5 separate regions of the Mus musculus genome follow, and all the other regions are linked to region 1. Evidence: chromatin contacts called from public ChIA-PET and HiChIP or PLAC-seq data. All regions are on one chromosome and are shown on one strand. The core of a region is the stretch at or near the end of the contact, and the rest is flanking DNA. Distances in the headings are between cores, read along the strand shown. Region 1 overlaps Gm11213 (predicted gene 11213). Region 2 has its middle 39 kb from the start of Tnfsf8. Region 3 overlaps Tnc (tenascin C). Region 4 has its middle 48 kb from the start of 8030451A03Rik. Region 5 holds the start of Tnfsf8 (tumor necrosis factor (ligand) superfamily, member 8).

Region 1 (4,498 bases), core at 301-2,800:
TGTGTGTGTGTGTGTGTGTGTGTGTGTGTATTGAAAGCCAGAACTCCACCAGTCATCGTCATTTACATCACCTACTCTGTGTGTATGTGTGAAAAGTTCTGCTAAGCTTTGCAGTTGAGTGGATTCTACTTAGGGTCTGGCAGGGGCTGCAATGGGAGCAACTCTCTGATCTCTTTAAACAGATGTACAAAACCCCCAACAGCTTTGTACAGAGCTGAGTGAGGAGGTTCGGTCAAGTTTAGGCTGCTTTCCCATAATCAGATAAACCAGGCTTCTCCGGCTTCCATGGATCTTTTTACTGTTATCTGAAAATCCAAAAAATATATAGCACTCACTCTGAGGGCCCCTTGACAGAGTCACAACATGAGCGCCTTTTCACAAGCCTTCTGTGGAGGGGCTTCTCAATTAAAGAAACAAGTTTCTTTGATGTTCAGAGCACCCACTGACTGTTGCAGGAAGCAAGTTGACAGAGTCTGTGGTGTGCTGGGGAAAGGAGGAAGACTGGCCTGGAAAATGGTACAGAATGCCTCTTTCCACTGGTTTGGTGAATCCAGGGCATCTATCATGAGAGCTGTAGAGGAAGAGGAAGCTGGCCCTCACTGAGGCCCAGAGGAGTGACTATATATCATAGCCAACTGCTAGTTCCCCCACAGGCCATGCACCCATGGCTTCCATTCCCTGGTATGTCTTCTAAATATCCCCTACATCCCTGCTTGTTTTGGATAAAGTGTTGCTACATACCCTAAACTGGTTTTTAAATCGCTTCCCTCCTGTGTCAGGAATACTGGGATTATAAGCCCACACCACCATTCCTGGCTCTCACATTTTGCCATTTCTCTTTCTTCCCTATCCTTATATCCCAGAATTAAATAATGTCTTGCCAACTTGACCCCCAACACTATGTGAACCTCTCTCTATTTTTCCTTCCCATGTGGTCTGAGTTAGAATGGGTCATCTGTACCCAAGAAACCTTGTGACCTGGGCTACTTCTCCAGCCTCATATGCTGCTGTCATCCCAGATCACGCCTGCGAGGTTTCCCCATCTGTTTGGGCAGCCTCTGGATTTATTTCTGTATTAGTTAGGTCTAATACCACAGTAGTTTGAATGTGGGGTCTTGTAGTGTTAATAACTGTCAGTGCTGGTAAGAGATGGCAGTAAGGAGGGAGTAGTGCTAGAAAGTTCTGTGAATTATGAGCAGCAGCTGGAGGGGCGGCCCCACCCAGGAGTGAGGGTCAGATCACAAACCTAGGATTGGGAGCCAGAGCCAGAGTTGTGATAGAGAAATTTATCAGCAGGATGCTTTAGAAACATGCCTTCTTGGCTACAACTACAGGAAGATTTTTTACCGGAGGAACTCCATTTGTAAGGGACACAAGGAGAAATGGTTGCTCAGTGTCTCCAGTCCCCATTTGCTGCCAAACCCTGACCTAATATGTCATCTAAGACGAAGGGCACTGAAAGCCAGAGAAGCTGCAAGAACCCACAGAGTTCCTTCCTATCTTTAGCTTCAGCTGTTGACAAAGCAAAGTTCATTGCACCAGCTGCCAACAAAAGAATTGTTAAAAATCCTCAGCCCTGATTTTGAAAGCAGGCAATGAACAGTTAGTCTGGGGACAAGAACAATGTCTGGATGCTATCCTCTCATTGATGAGGGGCAGTGTGACCAGAGGGGATTAAGAGCGTGGACCCTAGAGTCAGGCTCCCTGAGTCTGAGTCTCAGCCTGGCACTTCCTATTAGCAAACTTTAAGCTATAATTTACTCCTCTAGGACATTTTTCTAGGATGTAAAACCTGGGTAGTTTGCTTACCTTGTTGGCTTAGTGTACTGATTGAACTGCTATTCATAGAGCACTTAGAGGGGTTCCCAGCACAGGGGAAGCTGTAGCGGGGCTTTCCATGTTGTTTGCATGACGTCACTCAAACCTACCGTTCACACTGTAGACCGGCTTCCTGTGATTGTTAATCTTTACCCGCAATTTGGCGGATTTAGAGACACCAGGGAACCACACCTCAGGCCTGTTCAAATAAGGAGGGAAGACCCGCCCTGAAGGCGAGCAGCAGCATTCCAGGGCCTGGGGTCGTAGACTAAATACAAAGGTAAAAAGGAAGTGAGGAAAGCCCCATCCTTCACTCCATCCCCATCCTGTGACTGTAGTGTGGCTAGCTGCCTCATCCCGGTGCTGGTGTGATGTGGGCTATTATGTCAAGATAACCTCTTTCTGTTGCCCATGTCAGATGTTTTATTACAGCACTGAGAAACTCAATACAATTTTCAGCGTAGGTGTGAACACAGTTGTGACACAAACATCGCATCCCTTGATCTGCCTCTCAAAATGGGACAGACGCAGGGTGTGCGAATACAGGGTGCTGACTTCCTATTCATCTTTGTCGTCATCTGCTGGGCATTCGCCAAGCTTCATGTTGAAGTCCTAACTCTGTTAGTGACATGGGAGTTGGGGGCCCTTTGAGAAGGGATTAGGATTATAAAAGCTTGAGACTCCTGCCCCTTCTACCATGTGACACAGTAAGAAGGAGCCTAGTATAACATGGCGCACCCCCATCAGCCACTGTGTCTGGTGGTGCCTAATCTCACACTTCCAACCTGAGGATTGTGAGCAGACCGCATGTTCCTGTTGCATATACGCCCTCCCTTTATGATATACTATCACAAAAGACTGAAGGCACAGAGTGACTCAGTATTGTAAAAACCATCCACCTAGCTGTGCCACTCCGCAGCTGTGGCCCCTCATCACCTTCCGGGCATTCTTGGACACAAAGCTTTTGTTGCCTGGCTATTTCTCCTGTCACCACACCCTGGTGCAGACTTTTCCTTGAGTCTGTACAGACTTTGAAGCCTGTGACCCTTGTACCTTCCCCAGGTCTGTTCCCCAGATTTTCTGATTTTGTTCCTTCTTCTTGGATTGCCCAGTTCCCTTTCAATGTTCAGAGACTTCAAGTATTGACTCCTCCGGGAAGCCTCCACTGAGCCCCGAAGTCTGGACTGAAATGGTTTTTCTTCCTGTGCTTCCAGAGTTACCCTATTGTGTCAGAGTGCTAGGCTTCTGCTTGAGATGGAAGCCACTGAGGTGGGGGGGGGGTCTCCTGCATTTGACAGTGTTCTAGCCCAGATGCACTGTGCAAGTGCTGGGGCAGCCGATGACAGGGCTCTCCATGATCAACACCACTGTTCAATGTGGTCTTTAGCATAGATGGGTCTCACAGTATGTGAGCAGAATCATGCCCTCTGGCTTGAGATGTTAACGGTGGTATCCATCTGTACAGCCCTGCCCAACTACATTGCTCTCCTGGGTTCTTAAGTGGAACTTAAATGTTGTAGAATGGTAAAACTATCTCTCTTACAAGAGATGACAGGTCGAACTTATTCCACATCTATGGGCCTCTAGGAAGTAGGCTGAGAAGTGGGCAAAGAGGAGAGACACATACTCTGATGCAAACAAGGACTTTAATTGCAGGCAGCACTCCCTCCGTGGCTGTCAGGAGCTGGTGTGACTCACGCTTGGTGGCACAGGGATGGCTCAGACCTCTTCCCTCCTTGCGGTGGAGTTTCGGAATCGGTCTTCATGACTCCTGTCCACTGCCTTCTTCATCCTCATGGAGACCCTCCAGCAGCTGTGCAGCTCAGATATCCTGGTCTGCTGCCTCTAGAACCCTCAGGGTCTCTGAAGGCTAAATAGCGAACAGTGTTCTGGGGAGATGAATGAGTATCTCCTTTGAATAGCCCTTTGATGAGCATTTACGTTCATATCTGAAAGAATGGAGGAGAAAACAGCTGGGATAGGGCTTTTATTACAGATAAAAAGTCTAGTCATACCCTACCTGATGGTTCGTGGCTCTAAAAACCAGGGCTGGAGACATAGCTTAGTCAGTAGAGTGCTTGCCTAGTGTGCAGGAAGACCTGGGTTCAGTCACCAACACTGCATTAAATGGGTGTGATGGTGCATATCTGTAATCGTAACACATGAAGATGAAGGCAGGGGCATCAGAAGTTCAAGGTGATCTTGTTGGTTAGCTTCTGTCAACTTGACACAAGCTACAGTTATTTGGAAAGAGGGAATCTTAATTGAGGAAACGCCTCCAAAAGATTGGCCTATCAGCAAATCTGTAGGACATTTTCTTGGTTACTGATTGATATGGGAGAACCCAACCTGTGGCACTGTAGGCACTGCCACTGCTGGGCAAGTGGTCCAGGATGGTATAAGAAAGCAGGCTGAGCAAGCCATGGAGAGCAAGCCAATGAGCAGCACTCCTCCATAGCCTCAGCTTCAGTTCCTGTCTCTAGGTTCCTGCCCTGCCCTTCCTGAATGATGGACTGTAAGCGGGGAGCTGAGATAAACCTTTTCCTCTCCAACTTGCTTTTGCCATGGTCTTTATCACAATAATAGAAAGCACACTAATAGAGTCAAGCCTCAACTAAATAGTGAATCCGAGGCCAGCCTAGGCTATATGAGACCCTATCTCAAATAAAACAACTTCTCA
Region 2 (4,651 bases), core at 425-2,924, 300 kb after region 1:
GCTTTTTTGTAACTTGAAGCATTTCTACTGATTGCCATTTCAATTGTATTTGTGCACTATCTTAACTATTCTTTCTCCATCCTTACTTCATGGCTCTGAGATCCCTGGGGACACCTTAGCAGCATGGTCATTTTCATTTGCATATGTCACCTGTGTCTTCTAGAGTTTCTAATTCCTCTGCCTCCTCCTTCTGGGTGGGTGCTGGACTTTCTGCATCTGAAGGCAGAAGATAGCTATGGGCTTCAGCTTTCCTATGTTCATGTCTTGTTCCTTCCTTCTGTGGCATCAGATCTCTGGGAACCTTGGATACGTTGAGTAATTTGTTCAGTATATTCCTCTGGGGTCTTTAAATTAACTCTTCTTTATTGTCAACCATTTTCCATACATCGATTTATCCCATCTTCTATAATCTAATTAAACATGACCATTCACTTTCGCTTTAAGACATTTTTTCCCACAGGATTTAATGTCTCAGGTGAACAAGAAGGGAAGTGCTCATGTTTAAGCTGTCACATTTAACTAGAAGTTCATGTACATGAGTTGCCTTCCCTAAAATCTGTCTGCTTTTCCCTATAATAACCCTGTGTCCACCTGTTCACCCACGGTACCCTTCATACCAACTCAAGAAAGCATGCTATAACTTCATGTGGTGTGAATGGGAGAGTGGGTGGGGATTGAACCTAGGGCTTCATTCGTGTAGGCAGATGCCCTACAGTTAAGCCACAACTGTGTGTTTATTAAAGAAATGGTTTGACAGGAGATGGTCTGGGAGAAGATGGCTGAAGAGAAAGCTGAACTCAGATGATGAAGGGTACCAGGCTGAGCACAGTGAGTTCGCCTCTCTTAAAAGTTCACGCGTGTTGTCTCATCGTTGGTGTAGGTGACAGTGTAGTTTGTCTTGGCCAAAATGAGTCAGAAAGAACTTTTTTGTGTGTCTGTGGTATGGAGGCTGTTTTCGAGGAGTCTCATGTGGTGGGATACGATGGTATGAACTGGAGCGCAGAGCGTTGGCGGAGGAACAATTAAGATCACCTAAGGCAGGGTCCGGTATGGAGACTTAGAGAAGCTTCTCAGTCATTGCTGGTTCACCGGGCACAAACAGAGACGCTCACAAAAGACTTGGGGAGCACAGGGGATAAGTAGGGTTTTATTTTTCTATTTGGGGCAATAAGGCAACATCCAATTAAAAATGATTAGCAAACATGTAGTGGAAACTGGGTTTATGGGAAGGATTTTGAAGGAGAGAATGCCAGGAAGAGGTGTAGTTACTTTCTCAAGTTCATGTAGCTGTCAACTGGCAGACCCAGAATCCCAGAAGTCAGGTCTGCATAAGCCCCCATAGTCACTACAAGTATGTACAGACTGTAAAATTTTGTCAGCTTGAGACTCAGAGGTTTGAGGTTTGCTTTGGGGGAAACTCACTAAGGCAAGTGCCTACCCTAGAACGATGGTATAATTACCACAGAGAGCCAATAAGATGTGGGTGAAGACTATTGATGTGCTCATTCACCAGGATCTAGCCTGGGCCAGGTCGTCTTCCTGGCTGAGGCTGACGCCCTTCCTGCTTTCACTTGGATGGTTTCTCCAACAGCGCTGGCTACACTTTCGACAGTTACACTTTCTACCCTGCCCACCGCTATGGTTCAAGCCAGAGAAATCTGTGGCCCAGCAGAAATTCTCAGAACAAAACTGGGGCTCACATCCTGCCTGCTTTTCTCCTCATTCTTGCTCAACAGCTCAGCCTGAGAGAACCACAAAGAAGCAGAGTCTGCATTTTTCTAACGTGCCCTGGACAGGGAAGGGCTCTGCGCTCTGGGCTCAGGCTCTTTTCTGCATGCCCTCCATACTGTTTGGCATAACGTTGGGTTCGTGGCTTAGGCTAGGGGAGGAAGAGGAAGCAGACACCTTGGGAGTGGAGGCGTGGAGTGTGTAGGTTGTGAAACAGTATGTGAGAAGCCTCTAGAACCAGCAAAGAAAGTTTTGTTTCTGGAATTCATAATTCATGGTTTGCACACTCAACATTTCTGTTACTTGAAATTATGATAAAAATCTATGTCATCCTATGGGCTTGCACATGTGTTTTATATGAAAAAGAAATTGCAAGCCTGTTATGGTTTCCTCTTCTTAAGTGTGGTCTAATTTTGTGAAGAACAGTAGCGTGGCAGGACTGAATCATAGGAAATGTGGACATGCCTGTTCTATACCACGATTATAACACCCTGGCAAGGAGTCTTGAGCTCTCGCTGAGAAGAGGGTATTCGTTGATTCTGGGTACTGTTTTCTTTCCTTTCTCAATAGAGTCTCTTTAATTTCATCTGTCAGAAAAAAAAAGCATGAGTCCTATGTTTGAATCTCTCTTCTTTATTTCTTACTGGCTTGTAACTTGGTCTCTTCAAATCCTCATTGTCTCATTTTAAATGTGGATAAGAAGGTTATCTTCATACATGCACATGAACACACACACACACACACACACACACACAGACAGAAAGACAAAAAGAGAGACAAAGACAGGGATCGAGAAAGAGAGGAATGGGAAGGGGAGAGGAAGAGGTAGAAGGAGAGGGAGAAAGATTACACTTAGTAGCTGCTGATGTCATGTTTAATTTTGAACTGTTTTGATAGTTTTCCTTTTTTCCTACTGATAGTTACACACACACACACACACACACACACACACACACACACACACACACTCACACACACACCAGCAACAATTTACTGTACATTGAAAATTCAAGGGAGGAAACTGTAGGTGTTTATGTTTTGGATTTTATTTTTAAACATTACAAAAATGTTCCATTCACAGGATTTTGACATTAAGAATGAGGAAACATTATTTATATCTGAGTCAGTATGAAAACATTACACATATGATTTCAGTTCTATAGTATACACATTTAAAACAAAAGTATATTGGAGAGGTGATAGAGGGAGAAGGGCAGGAGATGATAGGAAGCACAAATATGGATGAGTTATTAAAAACTTGTCAATGCTGAGAGACAAGGGACTTAACATGCCACTATTTACACGTCAATGGCTTTAGTTTTACTTTATGAGTACTCAGGTCAAATTTATCCAAGTATCTTCTCCTTCCTTCCCTTCCTTTTCCCTTCCTCCTCCACCCATCCATTCATCTTCCCCTTCTTTCTTCCTTCCTTCCTTTCTTTCCTTCTTTCCTTCCTTCCTTCCTTCCTTCCTTCCTTCCTTCCTTTCTTCTTCCTTCCTTCCTTCCTTCCTTCCTTTCTTTCTTTCTTTCTTTCTTTCTTTCTTTCTTTCTTTCTTTCTTTCTTTCTTTCTTTCTTTCTTTCTTCCATCCCTTCCTACAACATATCCAGCCCACACATCTACTAACCCACTCACTCATTCCATTCTTTCACCCATCCATCCTTTCATCTATCCATGCTTCCAACCAATTCATTCACCTATAAACCTATGCATACTCCCCATTCACCCATCATCCATCCCTCTATGACCCAATTCATCCATTGATCCGTCCTTCATCCCACCTATTCATCAGTTTCTCTTCTGAGTTAATAAACTACTAAATACACCCTATCTATTTGGTCATATCCTAGGCACTAGTGATACAAGTACTCAAGCCAATGCAGGCTTTCAAGAGATCATGACTTACAGAAGATACAGTTAAGTAAACAAACAGAACAACAGTGGAAAATAATGAGTGGCTGACACAGATGTGGAATTGTAGACAGCTTAATAAAGGACATATCCCTGAAATGGGTCTCAGAGAAAAATGGAGTAGTTTGTTAGGAAATTAAAGTTTCTAGGTTTTGGAGAGATTAAGAATGTGTTATAAGCAGAGTAAGCAGAGTACATTCTGAACAACTGTTGTAGAGACATGGTGCTCTCTGAATAGGAAACCAGTTTATTTGAAACTGTTCCCTATGTTCGTGAAACCAGTATAATAGATAGTTAAGGTTCTGGTTGTTGGGGGCAGATATATGTGAGCTCAAGTTTGATTGACTAAGATGGACTTGGTCAAAATATTTAACCTCTATGGGCTCTACCTACTTTATACTTAACAGAAAGCTAGAAGTCAAGAGTCATGAGCTAAAGTATATTGAGAGAACACATGTAGCACCTTTGTGCATTGCACAGAGGAGACCCTCAACTTGGACCTAGTTTTAAAATACCAATGTATTGGATCTTTGGTCTAGCAGAGCCTTGTTGGCATAGCGAGCAAGTCAGATGATGGGGGAGAAGATGCCTCTGTGAATAGAGTAAATATGACTTATGACTTTCCAACTTTTTTGCTGAAGCTTTAGGAAACTTCTCTGAATCATAGTAACACATTTAGTGATGCGGAAACTGGCCTTTGGGTTCACCTCCCTCTGTTTGCTTTGGCTGGTGTGGAGTCAAACAGAGGACACTTGCTGTCTCTTTTGCTGACTGCCACTTGTGAGAAAAGCTAAAGCATAAATGTGTGAGAACAAAGCTCAGTGCTTTGTTAAGCACAGAGGTGTTTCTGATAATATAACGGAGCAGTACGGGATATTGAATGGAAAGGACATTGTACATCCTTCTCTGGTTGGTGGAAAAGACCCCCAACTTCAGGTTATAGAAAGCAAATAGATGGGTTAGGGATATAGCTCAGTGGTAGGAGATTTCCTAGTACACACTAGGTTCTAGG
Region 3 (4,741 bases), core at 1,570-4,069, 380 kb after region 1:
GGGACTTCCTGGAGTGAGGGTATGTTATGTATGTTTTTACAGTGTGGGAATTGAATTTCCCAGAAGCTAAGATACTTGCTCCCAATCCATAATTTGTTGATGGCAGAGGACAGTGTCACGTCCTCCTAGTCTCCCACCACCTTATCCATGATTTATGTGTGTTCACTCAATGCCAGTGACCTAGTGACCTTTGTGGTGCCATCAGCTCTGGTTTCTGGGGAAGGATCAACTCTCAGGGAACAAAGCAAGGTTTATTGAATTGCCTGAGCCTAGACTGGCAATCAGCTCTCTGCTTCTGTGTTCATTTGTCTAAGTCTGGATAGTCTGAAATGAGGTTTATGAACCAGGGAAGCACAATCCTAGAACCTCAAACCTGCAGAAGACTTTTGGGGTCTAGAAGTGCAATGCTCGTATCTTAAAGGTATGGGCACTGACACCATGACAATAAAGGACCAGCTTCAGTTCATACTATGAGTTCTGTCTCAACTCCAGAAAAGCTAGAAATGTGTCTACTTGTGGTTAAACATGGCAGATCAGAAATACCAATATTTCTCTATGTGTTTTTCATATCTTATAAAACAGGAGTGGACCAGAAGAAATGAAACTACAAAAGTGAATGGGAGGGAGGAAGAGATAGAAACAGGTAGCTCCTATGTACCTTGCTGGGCAGAAGGTGTATAGTAGAGGGAACAATTCCTGCAGTGCCAGAGCAGAAAGTGCTAGGAACCACCTGGAGTGGGCAGAACTACCCCAGGCTGGCTGACATACAAGGAAGCACTCAGCGAGTTTCTGATGCATGTGTATAACAGCATAGCTGCCTTTGCAGGCAATGTAGTGTGTGACTCAAGAGAGGTTCAGTCAGTTTAGAAGCTTTGCACGAGGAATAGCTTGATTCCCCATTCTCCTTGTCCCCTCAAGGAACAGAGCAATCTGCATTACAGTGGAGGCTCTGAATTCAAATCCACCAGGATCAGCTGGTGAGGAGGTCAAGATACTACACTGGAAGTGTAAGAGCAAGCAAAGCTTGCATAGAATAAGAGCCTAAGCACTATGGGGTTCCCCCACAAATTTCCAGGTACACAGCAGCTGATCTCTACATTGAACCCCAGTGTCAACAAACCCTTATGTTCAGCTGAGCTTCTAATCAGATTCTTTGTTCTTGGCATAAGTATGAAAGGATAAGCCAGGACTAAAAGACACTGGGAAGAAGTTTCTAGCATGGACAGTGGAAACTAACCCAAACCACAGCAACAAAACTAATGTGATCTAGAAGAAACATAATTCCCGAGCTATAGACTACAATAGCAGTGACATGTATTTCTGAGCAAAAGTGAAGTAGCTACACAGAATATAGGCGAGATCCCTTGTCTATATGCCCCAGTACAGGGGAACGCCAGGGCCAAGAAGTGGGAGTGAGTGGGTAGGGGAGCATGGTGGGGGGAGGGTATAGGGGACTTTTGGGATAGCATTTGAAATGTAAATGAAGAAAATATCTAATAAAAAATATAGGGGAGATGCTGCATATAGCTAAGTATGAAGAGAATAAGTAACCTAGCTTAGAAATACAGTAAAGTTCATGGAGGGGAGAACACAGGTAATATTAGCAATAGAAGTAGCTGGTCTTAACAAGTGACATTGCAAGGATGTGTTGAGATAGATCACAGTCAGTCAGGTGGTGACACTACGTGGCAAAGATGCAGAAAAGGCTGTTGGTACTTTCTCAATGAAACATTAGATGGCCATGAGCCCAACTCTTAAAATGTTAAGTCTTATAAAGCACTGCCGTTGATCTTGGCTGTTGCTCAGATAGCTTGAGCCTGGTTAAAGGAAGAAAGATTAGTGAGCATGTGGTTTGTGACTCACAAGGTCTGGTTCTATATCCAGTCTCTACTAGTTTTTTGTTTGTTTTAGGTGTTTAGTTGTATTGGAGTGAAGAAACAGTATCAGCGAATCCTTTGCTACTTTGATGATTATGCACATCAAATGTTTTACCCAGCAATGTGTGATTTATAGATACCTTGACTGTACCATCCACAGATTCATAGACCAGGAGGTATCCAGTGACCGATGCTCGGGGAGGTCTCCAGGTAAGGAGGGCAGTTTCTGACTGAACCTCTGTAGCTGTAAATTCTCTTGGGGAATCGAGGTCTGGAGAAGAGAATATGTATCAAATGAGCTAGAAGGTGTAGAACAGACAGCAAGAAGAGAACTGGCCTCAAGTTTGTTCAATAACATTAACCATGGCCTTGGACAAGAATCCCACCTGACTATCGATGAGGAACTTGAACCAAAGTCAAAGGTTATATGAGTCCTATCACCTCAAGGGTCTAAAAGCCCAACATATTCCTGGGTGGTTTGGGTTGGATTTGGGTTGAAAATCATTACAGATCCATTATTTCTCACCGACAGGGCTGAGGAGTGCTAATATTGGCCCTCACCCCAACAGAAGGGACAGTCCTTTACTTCTCCAAATGTTGAGCTTTGTAAAAAGATCTCAATACATAAAACCCCAATGAACATCTAAGGAAACTACCCTGAAAACTTCTTAAAAACTATTTCCCAGCCTGGAGCATGGATCATTAAATGCTGGGTTTAGAGCCAGTAGGTAGTGTTTTTCCACTTACAAAAGCTTCCCTTAAATATCCTTTTCTCATCTGTTGGGTCATTTCAGTTCAAGGGGAAATGGTATGCTTCTTTGGGTCTTGATTGAGTGGGCACTGGTAAATTTTACTCATACTGATGTCATTATACTGCAAGGGCCTGACTTAGGGAGGAAGAGCAGGGGAGGGGATGTGGTTTAAGATGCAGGCTGTGGGTGGGCAACTCAGAAAGGAGAACTTGCACTCTGGCTGTCTTGGTACCTGTGGTAAACTTGGTGGCGATGGTAGAGCTCTTCTGCTGTCCTTTCTCTGCAAAGATACTCAGGATGTACTCTGTGGCAGGCTCCAGGTCATGCAGCTCGTACTCCACTGTATTTCCAGACACTGTGCGTGTAACTTCTGGCACTAAGTATGAAACACACACGTGTGGCAGTTACCCCTTGGCAAACAGCACATATACCTCCTTCTAAGACACAACCTTTCAGTGACCCCCACAGCAAAGAAGGTCAGAGTTCTGGACCTCTTTGGCTAGGTCTTGATTAGTCCTGATCTAAAATTTTCACCATTCCCTCCAGCCATAAGTTCAGGGGGAGGGGACACCATTCTCTCCCTGTCTCAGGAGAATTTCCTTACAGGGAATAACAAAGAGGAGAATGGATGAACTGAATTTTCTCCTCCTGCCTCATCTTTTCTCTTTTCCCAGGAAACTCAGGGTTTTGCCAGAGCTGAATGAAGATTTAAAAAAAAAAGGCCCCCCCCCCATGGGTTATGGTGTCCTGTAATACTGCCAGTGAAAGCCAAGCAGTCTTGAGCCATAAAATATGAAAATTAGAAAATGAAATAACAGAGGTCTTTCTAGACTAGATCATCATAAACATATGAATGGAATCAGAAGAAAGCGGCTCTTTTCCTTATTTGATTTGCATTTGATTGCATTTGATTTACTTCCTGGTGGTTGTGTTTGGTTGATGGTCTCAGCAAGAGTTTAATTTGCCTGCTGGGTGAGTTGGTACAGATGGTGGCAGATGGGAAAAGCAGATTCTTTCAGTCAAATTGGCTTCAGTTAGGCCCTCCCATGGCCTCTGAGAAGGCTAGGCACCCCAGGACATCATGATGCCATTTGGTTAAGACCTGAGACTCTGGAAACCTTCTTTGTAAAGAATAAGAGCTGCTTCCTTGAGAGTCTGTCCCTCCCTGAGGTGCTTTGAATATGAAATGTCCCCACAGGCTCATGGGTTTGAAAACTTTGTTCCTAGTTGGTAGCCTTGCTTGAGAAGGTTTTGGTTTAGTGAGGAGGTGGAGCCTGCTTAAGGAAGTGAGCCACCTGAGGTAGGCTCTAAGGCTTTATAGAGGGCCCCATTTCCTGCTTCCGGACTTTGGATACCTTGGGACCAGCAGCTTCCTGTTACTGCTGCGAGCACTTTCTTGACATTTGGGAGTTACCTTCTTGAATTAGAATCCAGAGTAAACCTGCTACCCCTTAAACTAGTTGTCAGGTATTTGGTCATAGCAATGAGAAAAGTAACTCAAGAGTCTAGCAAGGTGGGATGGGTCAGCAAAACGTGCAAAGCTCCAGACTCGCCTTCTTTTTCTTTCTCTTTTCACTTGAATGGCTTGCCCAAGTCTTTCGAGGATACAGTGGAGGTAGGCAAAGACATGACTGGCTCTTACAGCGTACCACTGAGTTTTCTCATCCCATGGTACATTGGAAGGGGAATGGGAGGAGTCTGCGGTAAGATGAACCCTCATCAGAGTGTAGAGAAGGTGGGACAGGACCTTACCTCTCTCCCCTGTGTAGGAGATGACATAACTGTCCACAGTGGCAATGGCTGGCTGCCACATGGCCAAGGCTTCTGAGTCTGTGATGTTGGCTATCAGAAGACCAGATGGACCATCCAGAGCTGGAAAGAAATAAAGGAGAAGACTTCAAAATGTTAGAGGATAACATCAGAGGACATGTGCTTAGATGGGCTCAGAGTCAGGCCCCTTTGAACAGGCTAACCTGACTTATATCATGACTCTTTTCCTTACTGTTGTATTAGTTTTGGTCTCTATTTCCTCATATGTAAAATGGGCATGATAATCCTGGCTGGCTTTTTCTTTTTGACTTATATGTGATGTTACAGGTAGGCAGTTCCTGA
Region 4 (5,056 bases), core at 268-2,767, 340 kb after region 1:
CAAGTTTTAAAATAATACTATAATTCAAATTAAAGTCTTCATTGAGATCATTTTGGTCTCACATATAATTATGAGAAATAATTAATATTACCTAAAAGGTGGATAATACAAGTGAATAAGGCTTATTTGAATATTTCTCCTACAAAATAAAAAAAAAGAGCCATAAGCATATGAAAAAATGCTCAACTTCATTAGCTATGTGGGAATTGCACATTAAAATCACTTGGCATTCATTCAAATGGTTATAATAAAAATGCAGATAAAATTAACTGTTGCTGACAGCGTGAAGAAATAAAAATATACTAACTACTGTTGGGGTGTAAAAAGGTGAAGATGTTTGGAAAACATTATGGTATTTTTCAAGAGTTAAACAGCTATTATCAGAAGTAGTCCCAAGAGGGAACTTATAGGTCTCACCTCTAACAGGAAGGCAGGGCATCAAGTGAGGGATGGGGTTGCCATCCTACGCTCACATCTATGTTCCTGTCTGAAAAAATTACAGGGATGGAAATGGAGAGGATCCTGAGGAATAGAAGTTCCAGAAACAGGCCCAAAGTGGGATCCAGCTCAAGGGGAGGTCCCAAGGCCTGACACTATTACTGAGGCCATGGAGTGCTCACAAAAAAGGACCTAGCATGACCTCACCCCAGAAGAGCCAACAAGAAGCTGAAAGAGTCAGATGCAGATATTTGCACCCAGCCAAGCAGCTGAACCCTGTTGTTGAATTAGGGAAGACTGAAAGAAGCTGAAGAGAAGGGTGATCCTGTAGGAGGACCAGCAGTCTCAGTTAATCTGACCCCCGAGATCTCTCAAACTCGGGACCACCAAACAGACAGCATATACAAGCGGATATGAGGTCCCCAGCACACATATAGTAGAGGACTTCTGGGTCTGTGTTCATTCAGAGATGATGTACCTAACCCTCAAGAGACTGGAGACCCCAGGTGTTGTTTAGAGGTCAGGTGGGGTGGGGGTGGTGGGGACTTCCATGTGGAGACTGGGGGGAGGGGAGGGGAGGAATTATGGGATGTGGAACAGTCAGAGGGTGGATAGGGTCGGGGGGAATAAATATGGAGTGTAAAAAATAAATTAATAATAATTTTAAAAAAAAATCTGTAACCACTTCATTTTCTGTAAAACACACCAGACAGCTTTCCTCTTCCTCCTGTCTCCTGATGAGAGGGACTTCTCCTCTCCTCCATGACTGTCCTCTTTCTTGGTGTCAAAGGGCACAATACTCCCCGGCCCACCAAGTAAGAGAAGTGATGGAATTGCTCTTACAGCTCATCCAGACTTTAGAACTACTACTTCAGAAGACTAAGAGATTTCTCACCAAAGCCAGGGGTAAGAATCCCGAGTTTCCACACTCCAATGTCTCCTTTCCCCAATTTCAGGCGCAATTTCTAGAACAGTTGTCAGAATTTTTTTTTTGACATGGTATTTATTGTGTTGCCATTAGCGAAGGCTCTCTGGAGAGGACTGGCAATGATTCATCTGTGCGAATCCCTGTTTTCATCGACTTGCGTCTGTGTGAGGGGACAGCCCCATGCAGCCTTCCACCTCATCATCACTTTGGTTTCTCTCAAAATATTTGCTCAGAAAAAGCCCAGTGTTTGGCTTCTGTTCACTTTGGGCTTCCAGGGGAATTTCCCCATTCTCCCCGGAGTCCAGGGTGAAGTCGCTTTACAGTTCGTTCACTCCTTACACAGCAAAGCAGACGGTGAGGCTGGCTCCAGAATGACCCTTATTGGATCAAAGACAGACTTAAGTGGAATCACTACATGCAGGACACCAGATGGATGAAGGAGAGGTGGTTATTATTCTGTATCTTATTGTGACCTCTATAAACCCAAACACCTGTTCTGTCTCAGGGCACTGCATGTTAATTCCACACTCACCCTTACTTAGCTCTTAAAACTCACCTGAGATTTGCCCATTTGAAATGTATCTTGTACATATAGATTCTGTATGATCCTCACTATGGCTGCCGAACTTGCACCTTATCACCCCTACTGAAAACAGCGCCCAACACCGCACTTGTGGTTACAATTAAATTTGACTTCCTGATTGTTGTGTGGTAAATGCTAATATCTGTCCCAGTGATTAACTCAGTATTCAGTATGCAGCAGGCAGCCCTTTGCATCCATAGTTCACTAAGTTCTCCTGATTCATATAGCTCAGAGATTCGAGGAGACTGAGATCACAAATGTAACCATGGTACCAATTTATGGTAAATACACACCTCCACTTCAGTCATGGTTTCCCAGATGTCTCCTATTGCCTTCAAGTTTACTCTTTCAAGTTGAGGTTTTTTACCTCTGTCGTAGTTTCTGTGATGAAAGGCAACATGGTAGAGAAAGTGTTTTATTTGTTTGTTTGTTTGTCTGTTTGTCTGCTATCTGGGCTCACAGTTCAAGGTCCTTCATGATGGTCAGACACATCAAGGCAGCAGGAGCTTGAAGCAGCTGGTCACCCACATCCACAATCAGAAGGCAGAGAGGGGCAAGGCATGGGAGTGCTTTGCTTCTTCTTCAGTTTCTACTGTTCAGGATCTGCTGCCCACAGTTAAGATGGTTTTTCCCATCTCACTTAATACAACCAAGGTAATCAACCACAGGCATGCTCAGGGTACCGTGTTTAAGGAACTCCAAGATTTATCCAGTTAGCAATTACCACTAACCATGAACATCTCCTTAGGATGAAAAAAGCCTTGAAAACTGATTGAGCAGGGTTGCTAAGGGGCACTAATCTTTTTACCTTCCATTTATTACGTTGAAAGCTTGGGTACATACCTCTGTACGAAACATGAAATTGGCTTAAATTGTATTAGTATGGCATCTCCAGAGACACAGAACCATCAGTTGTTTCAACCAATTGAAATATGGGCTGGGGAGAGGGCTAAGTGGCTAAAGTGCCCACCTCAAAACATGAGGACCCAAATGGTGCTTTCCCTCACCCATATAAAAGTTGAGAATGTCCGTATTTGTCTTTAACCCTCAATGATGAGACAGAGGCAAAAGAATGTCCAGAGTTTGTTGTGCAGTAGGTGTAAGCAGATAGTGAGCCCCTGGTTGAGTGAGATACCCTGTCCCAAACAATGTGAAAAGTGAGAAAGGAAGATTCCTAACATTGATATCTGGCTTCCTCATGCACACACACACACACACACACACACACTAAAAATATAGAAAAATAAACCAGTAAGATACTGTGTGTGAAAGAGAGAGGAAAGATAGATACAGATAGGTAGATAGATAGATAGATAGATAGATGGATGGATGGATGGATGGATAGATAGATAGATAGATAGATAGATAGATAGATAGATAGATAGATAGATAGATCTTAGAGAGAGTGAGGAGGCTGCCAGGCTCTAAGTCTGCAGAATAAGCTGGTAGGCTAGAGGGCCTGTGAAGATTTAATGGAGCACTTCAGGCATAAAATCCATCTGCTGGAAGAATTCCTTCTGCTGTGGAGAAGGTCAGTCCTCTCCTTAGTGCCTTGAACTCTCATGAGGCCACCTACTCTATGATGGCTAATGTGTTTTATCCAGTTAGCTTGTTTACATGGTAACCCATGCTGAAGATTTATACCTTCAAATCTACATCCAAACAGGTTTAACTAAGTACCTTTGGGCTCTATGATCTAGCCAAGTTGATCCATAAAATGAACCATTCTACCAGCATAGTGGTTTTTGGAAAGGGGACAGTGATGCTGAACGGGAAGGATAGAAAATTGAACCATCTTCCATTTAAGTTCCTCATTACTTGGGCATTTGGCCAAAAAAGGGAGCTTTAGATAAACAAAGGAGGCATAGCTGGTGGTTCTTGTTTGCCACAGTACAAGATGCTTTACACACATCAGTAGCACTTCCAAGCCAATATGGCAGTCAATGGCCAGGAGGTTCACCAGTCTCAAGGTGCCTTCTCAAACCTGCTCACTGTAGCTAGGACCAGGAACTGGGAGCTGAGGCACGAGTGTGGCCTGAATAGCTCTGTATTCTTCAAAGACTCCAGGTCCTTAGCCACACTTCCAGTGTGTCTAGAACAGTAGGGTGGAGTTAGGCTTTGCCAGATCACAGAGAGAAGGAGTGAAAGGCAGAGGATGTCAAGCTTCGCCTGTCATCAGCTTCAGTTACAAACACCAGCAGGGAAGTCTGCAATGAAGTAGATCAAGGTTACCAGCATCCATCAAACTTTGTGCTCCAGTGTCCTGATGTGTCCAGAGTACCAGATGCCACTGTGGGGGAAGAGTTAGGGGGTGGATACGTAGAATCAGAGTTTTAGTTTGGTTTTCATCGTTTTCTTCTTCCCTTCCTTCCCTCCCTGCTCCTCCTCCTCCTCCTTTTCCTCCTTCTCAATTATATAGGATTCTGCATTTAAAAAAATCATTTAGCTCAGATAACTGCTGGGTTGATGAGACAAACAGTAGAGCCATCAGAGGTGAAGTGCGATCGAATTTGTGAATCCCCCCCCCACCCCCTAAGTATGTGGTGAAGCCACGAGTTTGAAATCTGAGTCTCCATGGCTTCACAACAAACATTGGTGCTGCCTCCCAGTCCTGGTCAACCCTCTCACCCATGGTCCCACCCACCCCCATTCTGGTTAGTTCCCTCAGCTTTGTCCTACCCTTCAACCTGGCTCAGAAAGTATTCCCTGGTCAACCTAGGCTTACAAATACAGTGCACCTTCCATCAGTTCTTGAGACAAGCCACTGGTGTACTCCCATCCCTTTAAGTGTGGGGATGCTAAAAAGCACAGGAGAGTGGGAACAATGGTGTCATAGGTCTCACCATCATTCAGATCAACAGGGTTGGTCCTATTCCCCATTAGCCTCTGTCAGCCTCAGCTGAACACTGTAGATAACATTCCTCTTTTCTTTGCCCAAAACCTCTGGATCTATTTTCTTCTTCTCTCAGATGCTGCAGGTTCATGAACCTGACTTGGAGTTATCCACAAAAAAATTGTCTTTAAGTGTTCAGATGCATATATCCACGTAAAACACAAGTAATTAAAGTTGTGATACCTAACTGTACGTATATCTGATTGCTGAATGC
Region 5 (5,064 bases), core at 1,801-4,300, 270 kb after region 1:
TAGAAAGCTATATAAACAATTCAAGGGCAGGGAGTGGATTTGCCTCAAGGTTTTGGTTAGGTTTACGTACCCAGTGTCTATAACAGTGCCCAGTACAAATAGATACTCAGTAAATACTGAGTTGATGCCTCAGTTTCCCCTTTGTCTCCACTATAGCGATTTCTTCCTCTAGCAAAATCTCAAGGATCCCAGCTCACTTTCCTGACATGGCTAACTCTCCCTTCTCCATCTCTTTTCTCATCTCTGCAGTGGTGCAGGTGGGGCCTCTATTCTCATCTCTTCCATTCCTTGAAAGTTATTCATATTTCTCACTCTGACCAGATACTGTAGTTTCCAGTGATGTTTTCTTGCAGTCTGCTGGGGAACTACTGCTTCACAGGTGGTCTCGAGGTGGTCCTACATAGGGCAGTAAGGTAAACCTCACAGTTCCCCACACAGTCCCTGTGGTACAAGGAGGACACCATGTGTTCATTGCCCATTCCATATTTAATACTAGAATGCGAGTCTGAGCTCTTTGGATCTTTTCATTGGGTTCTTTGACAGATTCCTACTGAGTCTCTCCAGTTGCTAAGTTCACCTGTTTGTAACAGTCCCCATCTGCCTTCCTATGGGATGTACTCTTAATAACCCAGGCCCAGGGGACTCATTTTTCCCCAGTTCTTGCCACAGTTAATGCCTGATAATGTACTAGAAACGATATGCGAAAAGCGTTAGATTCTTAATAGCATAGCCATTAAAATGGAAAGCCCTAGCTTGTGAGCAAGTATCTGACACGTAAAAAAAAATCACAGCATACTAGAGCTTACACACAGACTGTGCACCGTTCTATACCCAGGCACGGAGGTAAGTCAGATCAACAGACACAAGAGGAAAAATCTCTGAGAGAAGAATGAGAATGTTTCTGCCACCATCAGGGCAAGCAAAGGGAACAGCATTCTCACAGAGCAACCAAGAGCCACTAAGCAGCCCCTACTGTACCACTTGCTCAGGGTGCTTGACTGTAAGCCCTGTCCCCTGTCTGTGCTTCATTTTGTGCCTCTGCAGAAACAGGGCAGAAGCCTGTGCAGATTTCACAGGAGGAATCATTTCAACAGTGGATGGGAGCTGCTTCTGCACAGTGCCACCATCAGCCTTCCCCACCTTGGCTTCTTCCCCACACCCAGCAGTTCTGCCTGTGTCCTCTGAATGACAAATGTCTTCAGGCTACTCTAATCTCTCTTGCCTGGCCATTACTGCAAAACAATATACATCTGGTGTATGGAAAATCAGAGTGACAGAAAGTAGAGAATGTGGAGAGAAGAGAAAGTGCCCAGAGGTTTGTCTGCGAGTCCTTCTTGGCCTGATGCAAACGATCCATGAACTGATGTGTCCCATCAGCTCTGCAGGCCAAGTGTGAATAACTCCCTTCTTACACTGCCAAGGAGGAAGGAGCTTTAAAGCTTTATTTCAATATCCATACTTGCTGATACTTGTAAGGCCCTAGCTTTCAGCAACTAGTATGCTGCAGAGTCTGTGGTCCAAGGCAACTTGGAAGAATTATAAATTAGGTGAGTTCACACTTGGGCAGGGTGTTGCACCAGTGGTATTCATACAGTATCCAAATCACCATGCCTGGATCTCACCCCAAGCCTGTGAGTCATGTGAGCTGACCACGCAGTCCTTTCCAGACAGTGTGTAAGAGTTCTCTCTCAAGGATACTTTTCTAAGCTACGGTTTGACTTTCTCCCCCTACCCCCATTTCAAACAAACGAAATTTCCCAAGATGGTGTGGCCCTGCACATTATGTGTGCATCTCAGAGGGTACAGGTGACAAAAACACTGCTACTTTTCAACACCCTGAACTCTTCAAAGCCAGTGGCTTGTGAGGAAGCTTTCGATTTCTTTTGTGGGTTTTAACATTGAAATAGCAGAGCTCTGGGAAGACTTGGCCTCTCTCTCTCTCTCTCTCTCTCTCTCTCTCTCTCTCTCTCTCTCTCTCCCTCTCCCTCTCTCTCTCCCTCTCTCTCTCTCTCTCTCTCTCTCTCTCTCTCTCTCAAATATCACAGTCTTTAAAAAGTAGCTCCTCACTAAAAACAAGCAAGCAAGCAAGAAAACAACCACAACAAACAAACAAACAATAGCAACAACAGACTCTCGGCAAAAGAGAGGCCTCAGAAGTCCTGGGAGCACGGATTGAGGACATAACCTTAGAATTAGGATGAGCGCCTTACAGAGGTGATACCCACATGCGCACTCGCCATCAGGGCTCCCTATGCTTCCTCCCTCCATACTGTGAGGCTGTGACCCATCTGGGCTTCAATCTTAACTTCTCAAGGTCAGCAGCTCTTCTGTTGGCTCCAGTACATCTGGAAATTTTTGAGCTCATGTCCAGTTCTATTTCTTTTAAAAAATTCCCACTGAGTGCAGAAAGTTCATTTCTAGTTTTTCCCCTTTTCTCTGATATAATCTCTCTCTATATATGCATAGTTTTACTTATTTTCACTTTTTAAATTTTTTTTTTTTTTTTTTTTTTTTTTTGCTCCTAGTTAAACTATTCATTAGCTTCCCAGAGCTGTTCCTCTAGAGGACACACATTATAAATGAGGAAAGAAAAGCAGAAAAAAGATGTTTACTCACCTTTTTCTGGACTACCAGTACCAGAATGATCGCCACTGCCACAACAAGGCACACCAGTGCGGTGGTGCTGAGGTAGAAGTAGCTGCGACTTGTGCTTCTCCAGGGCCTCGTGCTTCTCCAGGGGCTGGCTACCGAGCCGGGCTGCACCTGCATGGCTGGGTCAGGGGAAGGAGCCCCACAGCTGCCTGCTTGTTGCAGCCCTGGCTCCATGCTTTATATAGTCTGTCCCACATCACACCTTATCTCTCCTCATCTGATTCGGTTCTGTACCCAGCTCTGTTCCAAGAAGGATTTTCCCCTGCATCCTGGATCATGTGACTTGGAAAAAAGCCTTCACCAGTTGCCGGATGGAGAAACTCTTCTCTGGGGGCGTGAGGCGAAGGGTGGCTGCAAGGGTGGGGGAGAGGTTCATTTTTCATCGCCTGGGATTAATCTGAGTGCAGAGAAATTGTAGCGAGATAGACGATGGTTGATGTCAGCGGGTGGTAGGAAGGAGACAGTTCCGCGTGAGTGTACACCAACCACTTCTGTTTCCTTTAGGCTCAGCCACAGAACGCCTTGCCGCGGGGACCCTGCACACTGCATGATCCATGCTGGTGGCCCAGGAAGCTTCCAGATTAGTCTCTTTGCTGGGTCCCTGGAGATGGCAGTCCTTTGTCAGCAGCACAATGACTGTTGGGGTTGTCCAACAATTACAGCATGCTCTAAACTGGAAACATACCCATTTCTGGGAAAGAAGAGCCCACTGTTTGGGCATTTACCTACCTGGAGACAAGGTTGTGGCAGTAGGATATTTGAGGATAGTTTCAAAGACATGGTGAGAGAAGAGGAATTTGGAAATAATTTGCTGTTGAACCAAAGCTCCTCTATCTCTTGCAGGGTGCTCTCCAGGGCTGTTAAATTTGCCGATGAAACTGGCTTGCCCTAAAGTTCATACTAGGGGAAGAAATTAGTGAGGGGGTCAGGAAGGGGAGGCTCAGTGCTGTGGAACGAGTGTGTGAAGTGTCTGTGGGTTGTATGGGGGTGCAAATAGTGTTCCAGGTGTTTGTGATGAGTTTGTGGACAGAGGTTACTAGAATTGAACATTCTGGCTCAGGTACAGTCTTGGGAACTTGGCTTAGAGGCTGACTTCACACTCGTCACCAGCCTCAGAGGCAAGTAGTATTTCTTCTTCACAGCATAGAGAACTGAGACCCAGCATAAAAGCATTCTTAATCAAATCTACCAGTGTTAATCTAATGGTAAAACTTGGTGGTATATGCAAACCAGCCTGGCTCCAAAAGCCTGCCGGACCCTTTCCTTACAGGCTGAAAACCTCAGGTTGCATCTTAGCCTTTCCTCTTCTCAGCATTGCTCCTTGAATAAGTCAACGCAGCCCCTGCTTTCACCCCAGTCTGCTTTGCAGTCATGGGGAAGATCAAACAGGATGATGTAAGAGGGCTTCCTGAATGGGAATGGACTTGGCAGCTGTTGTTGAACAATTCCTGTTAAACAGCCCAAGTTGCCCTCTGGGCCATGTCTGGAATTTCATATAATAAATAGATTTCTGGGACACAGAGCTGGATCGTATCTGTTGCTATGAATGACCTTTCTTTCAGAATATTCTCTAAAAGCTTCAGAGCTGCCTCCAGATGTGGCCTTCTGAAACCTCACTTGCTATTTCCCTTGAGGTAGACAGCACCTTCTCTTTTGACTATACACTACCTCTGCAGGTCACAGGACATGTCAGAAGCCCCAAAGAAATGCCGGATCCAAAGCCCAGCTCAGATTATTTAGCTTTCTGGATCTGTGTAGATCTCTCTTTGAGCATTCTGCAAGGCAGCTTAGACTTAGGAGATGGTCTAGAGGCCCTTTTTGGTGAGTTTATAAAATGAAAAACCACAGAGGAGGGATAGGTAGTGAGGAATGAACTGGTGAGTATCTTCTTCGAGGGCAGTGTCTCCATCTGGTTGTCAAGGAAACTGAGCCTGGGGTTTGGAAGACAGATTTGTCCTTAGCCACTTGTCCTGCTGGTTTAGATAGGGCAAGGCAAGTTAGTGTTTTGGGGGGGTACACTTGTTTGATTTGGGGAGAAAGCCTTGTCCTTTGGTAGGTACGGACAGGGAGTGGGTGGCAATCTGCCCAGAGCTGCTGAGAACCGGCTGCTCCCTTGGCCCTCTCTGTTTAGCCCCTTTGATCGAAGTGGAAAACTTCTGATTGCTGAATGGAAGCTGTGGGTGTTGAAAAATAAAAAGGCTTCGTTTAAAGTTCAGGTCTTCCTGAAGGCCCATGGGGCTGAGGAGGCAGTGGAAAAAAATGTTTGTCTTATACTTACAGTTTTGCATATTGTACATTGTCCTAGGAGGGAGGGCTGACAAGGGGGAAAATCACCCTTTGTTCTTAGAACCTTCTGAACAGTTGAGATTTTCAGATCAGTCACTAACAGTTTGTGGGCCCAACTTCACTTCT

What was found. ChIA-PET counts read pairs in DNA pulled down with a chosen protein or histone mark. HiChIP or PLAC-seq counts read pairs in DNA pulled down with a chosen protein or histone mark.
Region 2: an RNA polymerase II ChIA-PET map of memory CD8 T cells shows a contact between it and region 1, with 9 read pairs. The contact joins two enhancer-like sites. A contact is called at or near these places in 1 of 484 Hi-C or Micro-C datasets (embryonic retina), 1 of 115 datasets of contacts at active chromatin or transcription factors (memory CD8 T cells) and 3 of 9 other capture datasets (adipose tissue, liver and macrophages).
Region 3: a contact with region 1 is called in a BATF HiChIP or PLAC-seq map of CD8 T cells, with 6 read pairs. The contact joins two enhancer-like sites. A contact is called at or near these places in 3 of 115 datasets of contacts at active chromatin or transcription factors (CD8 T cells, bone marrow-derived macrophages and regulatory T cells) and 4 of 9 other capture datasets (adipose tissue, liver, macrophages and 1 more).
Region 4: an H3K27ac HiChIP or PLAC-seq map of thymic regulatory T cells shows a contact between it and region 1, with 5 times the contacts expected there. The contact joins two enhancer-like sites. A contact is called at or near these places in 1 of 39 promoter capture datasets (macrophages), 1 of 15 datasets of contacts at CTCF or cohesin (the NIH/3T3 cell line), 1 of 484 Hi-C or Micro-C datasets (ventricular fibroblasts), 5 of 115 datasets of contacts at active chromatin or transcription factors (Th17 cells, bone marrow-derived macrophages, regulatory T cells and 2 more) and 3 of 9 other capture datasets (adipose tissue, liver and macrophages).
Region 5: a contact with region 1 is called in an RNA polymerase II ChIA-PET map of memory CD8 T cells, with 132 read pairs. The contact joins the promoter of Tnfsf8 here to the enhancer-like site in region 1. A contact is called at or near these places in 2 of 39 promoter capture datasets (hippocampal neurons and stem cell-derived epiblast-like cells), 1 of 484 Hi-C or Micro-C datasets (CD4 T cells), 3 of 115 datasets of contacts at active chromatin or transcription factors (bone marrow-derived macrophages and memory CD8 T cells) and 3 of 9 other capture datasets (adipose tissue, embryonic stem cells and liver).

What each region holds. Positions count from the first base shown.
Region 1 is chr4:63,593,456-63,597,953 of GRCm38.p6, forward strand. Gm11213 (predicted gene 11213) reads right to left here. Exons shown (of 2, transcript NM_001354647.1): 2 at 3,446-3,767. The coding sequence ends at 3,673. Among named protein-coding and RNA genes, the nearest start is that of Gm11213, 5.1 kb to the right of the region's middle. Within about 2 kb of position 1,551, at least 61 of the 459 cell types and tissues checked have an H3K27ac peak or open chromatin away from gene starts, as enhancers often do. A contact at or near this core is called in CD8 T cells, adipose tissue, bone marrow-derived macrophages and 4 more, where this site is marked.
Region 2 is chr4:63,897,572-63,902,222 of GRCm38.p6, forward strand. No RefSeq gene overlaps it. Among named protein-coding and RNA genes, the nearest start is that of Tnfsf8, 39 kb to the left of the region's middle. Within about 2 kb of position 1,675, at least 52 of the 459 cell types and tissues checked have an H3K27ac peak or open chromatin away from gene starts, as enhancers often do. A contact at or near this core is called in memory CD8 T cells, where this site is marked.
Region 3 is chr4:63,968,297-63,973,037 of GRCm38.p6, forward strand. Tnc (tenascin C) reads right to left here. Exons shown (of 27, transcript NM_001369211.1): 19 at 4,382-4,501; 20 at 2,862-3,005; 21 at 2,018-2,148. Among named protein-coding and RNA genes, the nearest start is that of 8030451A03Rik, 14 kb to the right of the region's middle. Within about 2 kb of position 2,820, at least 17 of the 459 cell types and tissues checked have an H3K27ac peak or open chromatin away from gene starts, as enhancers often do. A contact at or near this core is called in CD8 T cells, where this site is marked.
Region 4 is chr4:63,933,949-63,939,004 of GRCm38.p6, forward strand. No RefSeq gene overlaps it. Among named protein-coding and RNA genes, the nearest start is that of 8030451A03Rik, 48 kb to the right of the region's middle. Within about 2 kb of position 1,518, at least 10 of the 459 cell types and tissues checked have an H3K27ac peak or open chromatin away from gene starts, as enhancers often do. A contact at or near this core is called in regulatory T cells, regulatory T cell precursor and thymic regulatory T cells, where this site is marked.
Region 5 is chr4:63,858,234-63,863,297 of GRCm38.p6, forward strand. Tnfsf8 (tumor necrosis factor (ligand) superfamily, member 8) reads right to left here and starts at 3,051. Exons shown (of 4, transcript NM_009403.3): 1 at 2,617-3,051. The coding sequence starts at 2,826.